Regions from separate parts of the Arabidopsis thaliana genome. Here region 2 is linked to region 1. The links are chromatin contacts, called in public ChIA-PET maps. All regions are on one chromosome and are shown on one strand. The core of a region is the stretch at or near the end of the contact, and the rest is flanking DNA. Distances in the headings are between cores, read along the strand shown. Region 1 holds the start of TK1b (Thymidine kinase). Region 2 holds the start of HCF136 (photosystem II stability/assembly factor, chloroplast (HCF136)).

Evidence for each region. ChIA-PET counts read pairs in DNA pulled down with a chosen protein or histone mark.
Region 2: a contact with region 1 is called in an H3K4me3 ChIA-PET map of shoot, with 14 read pairs. The contact joins the promoter of HCF136 here to the promoter of TK1b in region 1. A contact is called at or near these places in 19 of 26 Hi-C or Micro-C datasets (callus, cotyledon, flower and 6 more) and 2 of 2 datasets of contacts at active chromatin or transcription factors (seedling and shoot).

The regions. Positions count from the first base shown.
Region 1 is chr5:7,740,449-7,743,220 of TAIR10.1, forward strand. TK1b (Thymidine kinase) reads left to right here and starts at 1,450. Exons shown (of 1, transcript NM_122213.4): 1 at 1,450-2,530. The coding sequence starts at 1,531. The coding sequence ends at 2,379. It overlaps TGH (SWAP (Suppressor-of-White-APricot)/surp domain-containing protein), which reads right to left. Exons shown (of 16, transcript NM_122214.4): 16 at 2,492-2,772. MIR162b (a microRNA gene) reads right to left here and starts at 260; the gene lies at 150-260.
Region 2 is chr5:7,776,605-7,779,365 of TAIR10.1, forward strand. HCF136 (photosystem II stability/assembly factor, chloroplast (HCF136)) reads left to right here and starts at 1,413. Exons shown (of 8, transcript NM_001343790.1): 1 at 1,413-1,880; 2 at 1,970-2,205; 3 at 2,298-2,428; 4 at 2,541-2,673. The coding sequence starts at 1,481. It overlaps AT5G23115, which reads right to left and starts at 1,019. Exons shown (of 1, transcript NM_001349601.1): 1 at 991-1,019. The coding sequence starts at 1,008. The coding sequence ends at 991.

The sequences.
Region 1 (2,772 bases), core at 200-2,699:
TATCTCAACAGCTAAAAGATGAATACTTTGAATTAGATTTGGGATAAATTTTAAATATTTAGTTTCAGCAGCTGAGAAGACTTTATCGAATCCATTGTCCTGCTTCTCAGCAATACTCAAATAGATATCAATTAAACAAAAGTCATGAAGAGCAAGCAGCGCTGGATGCAGAGGTTTATCGATCGATTCTTGCTTTTGTAAACAAAAATAAATATTCACAGGAATTGATCGATGAACCGCTGCCTCCAGCGACTTCACTCTTTCCTCATTCATAAATCATAAATAAATAAACAAAAATAATTGACAGATCTGAGAAAATCGGTTGATGAACAAACACAAATCATTATTAATCTCAAAAAGATTAAAAGAAACATTTAGATAAATTTACAGAGAGAGGTGGATAGATGCAGAGTTATAAAACTAGGAGCTGCTCATATATATAGAGAGAATGCATGTGAGAAATAAGTGGAAGGAGAGGAGATTTTTCAATTGGAATCAATGAAATTTGAAAAAGAGGAATCTGATGACTCACCGTTTTACCGTACATTACATAATTTTCTCTCATCCTCGTCTTTTGTACTTTTTGGTCAATAAAAAATCCAACTCTATGATTGACAGTCTAATGATTCTCACTCTAGTTTTTCTCTTCTTTTCTACTTCTTTTCATTTTTATATAATTTTCACTTCTTTTTGTTAAAATTTATCAAATATCACCAAAATTTATCAACTCTATAATTTTCACTTTTTTTGTTAAAATTTATCAAATATCACCAAAATTTACCTACGCATTACAAAAGATAAACAATAGACTTTACCAAAACCTAACTCTTTAACCATAAGCTAAAAACAAAAAAAAACAAAAAAAAAAACAAGACTTTTTGTCAAATAAATAACAATAAATCATATATATCTTTTTCCTTCTAAAAATCATTCTATTATATGGAAGTTAGAATTAATGTTAAAGTTATACAAGACTATACCACAAAAATTATTACATAAACAGATATGTGAGTCATTTTCTAAAAAAAGTACGAAGAAACAAGATTTAACAGTAAATTATATATTAGTGCAATTTTCATCACTAAAGAAAAAAATAAGTTAAATATTACGGTAAAAGTATTCATAACAATAAAAATAAGAATCATCGAACAAAACATCAAAAAAAAATTATAATAACAAGATTACTCATCACATTGAAGCACCAAAAAAAACAGCTTGAATGATTTAATCTCATCACATTCAAGATAGTGAGATTAATGTTCTCATCGAAACACTATAAAAAAAAAAATTATAATAAAAATTTCGATCTAATACTATTTCTTTGTCATGAAACTAGCTTGAATTGATAATCAAAATATTTATTTTTAAAATAATATGTAAAGAAATCTGTTCAAAAATCACTCCAAAACTAGCTACCCATTAATACAAAAAAATTCAAAGAGTCGTTCCAATAGACCCCTTTTCCCAATAAACCCTAATTCCTTGCGGCTTCTTCTTCTTCCTCCTCCTCCATTCCTCTGTAATTATCAAATGTTTGGTGTTTCGATGAGAACATTAATCTCACCATCTCTTGCTCCCTTCTCTCTTCATCTCCATAAACCCTCTCTCTTCTCCACCGCTCTTCGCTTCTCCTTCTCAATCAACAACATAACCCCCACAAATTCACCTCCTTCCACCATTTCCACCAGAAAGCTACAAACGAAAGCGACGAGGGTAACATCATCATCATCATCTCAGCCGCTCTCCTCCTCATCTCCCGGCGAAATCCACGTCGTAGTCGGTCCAATGTTCTCCGGTAAAACAACAACACTTCTCCGCCGTATACTCGCCGAAAGAGAAACCGGTAAAAGAATCGCAATCATCAAATCCAACAAAGACACAAGATACTGCACCGAATCAATAGTTACTCACGACGGTGAGAAATACCCTTGCTGGTCACTCCCCGATCTCTCGTCCTTCAAAGAGAGATTCGGATTCGACGACTACGAGAATCGATTAGATGTGATTGGAATCGACGAAGCTCAATTCTTCGGAGATCTTTACGAGTTTTGCCGTGAAGCTGCTGATAAAGAGGGTAAAACTGTAATTGTTGCTGGATTGGATGGTGATTTTATGAGGAGGAGGTTTGGTTCGGTTCTTGATTTGATTCCGATTGCGGATACGGTTACGAAGCTGACGTCACGGTGTGAGGTTTGTGGGAAGAGAGCTTTGTTTACGATGAGGAAGACGGAGGAGAAAGAGACGGAGTTGATCGGTGGTGCTGAAGTTTATATGCCTGTGTGTAGGAGTCATTACGTTTGCGGTCAAAACGTTTTGGAAACCGCTCGTGCCGTTTTGGATTCAAGCAATAATCATAGTGTTGTAGCAAGTTCACTTTAGTTTGTAGGATTTGAGAGTGTTTAGATATTTGGTTTATTAGCTTTGAGATATTTGGAATTTTAAACATAATTATGTACTATTTAATCAATGATTTTAAGATAACACTCTTATTTGTGAATTTCTTGTAGAAACCCTTATATCGAAAAAATTTCAAACGCATAATCTAATTTGTTACCAATATATAAATGAAGGACATGACAGTATCTCTCTACCTCAGACGAAGCAATGAACCCAACAACAAGCTCATCATTTGCTATCTAACCTGACCATCTCGAGACAGTGCAGAGCATCATTCATGGCATACCCCAAAACTACGTTATTTCAATGTTCACACAAAAATCTATGCAAGTGCTCTGATTTCTCTCCAGTTTTAGTCAGTCAACAGCTTTGATT
Region 2 (2,761 bases), core at 163-2,662, 36 kb after region 1:
AGAAGTTTTACTGTATTCCTTTGTGAATTTCCTTTTCATAATTTAAAACTAAGTTGGCAACCTTTTCATATCATAAATAAGTAAATTATTTCAAACTATTTTTCTGGATTTTTAATCTGTTCATTGGAGTCATATCAAGTCTTGCTTCGTATGATTTGTTCTTCCTACTCATAAGAGCTTTGTAGACATACTTAGATTTACTAGACTATGAATTGTGCAAATTTTGTAATGATTAATTTTAATCATCTTATTACTTTCTCGATTCAAGATGAATTACGGACAAAGATGAATGTCTGAACCTTTAGCGTTCAATCTTTTATTTCTTATCTTTTCTTAGTGATGCATATAATGCTAAAAGAAAAAGATGTTAGCAAAGGAGAGACTTTTGGATTATGTATGATAATGGAAAAAATGTCACATGGATTCATCACAGTGAAAATGATGAAGATGAAAGTATGACTCAAAAGGATTGAGTAGTTAAAAATTTGAGAATGACCAGGGAGAAAGGAAGAAAATCAAGGAGGAAAATATTTTAGTAAATTTAGATGATTACATTTGAGTTTTTTTTTTTTTGTCACAAGTGTGTTTTATTGATATTATAGAGCCAAAAGTAACAGGCCAATAATTCACAAAGACTAAAATAAACAAGCCCAAAGAAAAAAAAAAAAAACAGCCCAAAAGCCCAAATGAATAAACCCTAAACTGAAGGAAGAGAACAAATGATTGTTGTGCGCCGCATAGAAAACACGTGTCAGTGGGAAACATTTTGAAGGACACATAGGAACTGGAAGAGAAGGGAGTCGCCGTCAGAAGCTTCAATTCCGGCCGAAACACCGGAAAACTTGTTTAATTGGCATAGCTCACTCGTCGCTCAAAAGATTAATGGCGAAATTTCAGTTGTAGCTTGGACGAGAATTTGACTCCACGAAGTGCAAATCTTCTTCTTCTTCTTTTTCTTTTTCTTCCTCTTCTTCTTCAATCAACATCTTTTTAACTCTTAGGGTTCATCAATCTTTGAACTACAAGCAGAAGATAAAAAAAAAACAAATCAAATCTAAATCCGGTCAAAAAACCGGAGAAAAAACCGGCTAAAGACGCCGGAGAAAAGCCCGACGAAACAAGAAAGAGGGTATCTTGCTCTCGGGAGATAAGCCAGCCACCACCGCTAAAAGTAGCCGGTCGATGCCGGAAGCTGAGCCAGCCAACGCTTCTAAGGAAGCCAGCGATGCCGGAGTAGAAGCCGACCAAACACTGCTGATAAAGCCAGTCATTGCTGGCCAAAAAAGCTGAAACTCTCTGAAAGATGAGGAGAGAGAAGAGAGAGAAAACCCTATCAACGTGAAAATAATTACATTTGAGTTTATATACTCAAAACTTGGAAGTAAAGGTAAATTAAAATATGATTGTTAGAAACAATTACACCAATAATAAAACGACACGTGTACACTACGTAGACGTTAGATAACCACAGCAAAAGGATATGTATTCTCGAGGCGGGAGAGAGAAAGAGAAGAGAGTGAGAGAGATCGAAGAACATTTACACACATCAATGGCGTCTCTGCAACTCTGCGACGGTTATCTTCTCTTCAAGCCCTCTGTTTCTCCTCGATTCCTCTCTCAACGCATTTCTCATCGCCTAATCCCTAAAGCCTCATCTTCTCCTCCTCCATCTCCATCACCATCATCGTCCTCTTCATCCTTATCTTTCAGTCGGCGGGAGCTTCTGTACCAATCGGCAGCTGTATCACTCTCGCTTTCTTCCATTGTTGGACCAGCGAGAGCTGATGAACAGTTATCCGAATGGGAAAGAGTGTTTCTCCCAATCGATCCCGGTGTTGTTCTTCTCGACATTGCTTTCGTCCCCGACGAACCTAGCCGAGGTAATTACTCCTTCTTCTTCTTCTTTAATTTTCCGTTCTTAAGTTCGAAATTGTTTTACTTACTGATTCTTGCTTGAAATGTCAATTAGGGTTTTTACTTGGAACGAGACAGACTTTGTTAGAGACTAAAGATGGTGGAAGCACTTGGAATCCACGTTCGATTCCTTCAGCTGAAGAAGAAGATTTCAATTATAGATTCAATTCGATTAGCTTTAAAGGCAAAGAAGGATGGATTATTGGCAAACCTGCGATTTTATTGTACACTGCTGATGCTGGAGAGAATTGGGATAGGATTCCTCTAAGTTCTCAGCTTCCTGGAGATATGGTATTATATCTTGTTTCTTCTGGTGTTTTCAGAGATTTCTATTGTTGTTGTTTTTGTTTATGAGAATGTGTTTGTTACAAATGTTGTTGTAGGTGTTTATAAAAGCGACAGAAGATAAGAGTGCAGAGATGGTTACTGATGAAGGTGCTATTTATGTTACTTCAAACAGGGGATATAACTGGAAAGCTGCTATTCAGGAAACTGTTTCAGCTACCTTGAACAGGTTCGTTACCCTCTCTTTGGTTTATACTAGGGAATTGGCATTGTCTTTTCCATCCAGATTCAATAGAGATCAAAGAGTAGACCTTAATTCAGTATTTCCTATGGTCTTGCAGAACAGTATCCAGTGGAATCAGTGGTGCTAGTTACTACACGGGAACTTTCAGTGCTGTTAATCGTTCACCTGATGGAAGATATGTCGCTGTTTCGAGCCGTGGTAACTTCTTTCTGACATGGGAGCCTGGGCAGGTGAGACTCAATTAAGGCTATGAAGAAATACATTTATACTTGTGGTTTGCTTTTGAACTCTTAGTCCTTTTTATGACATAGCTAGGTG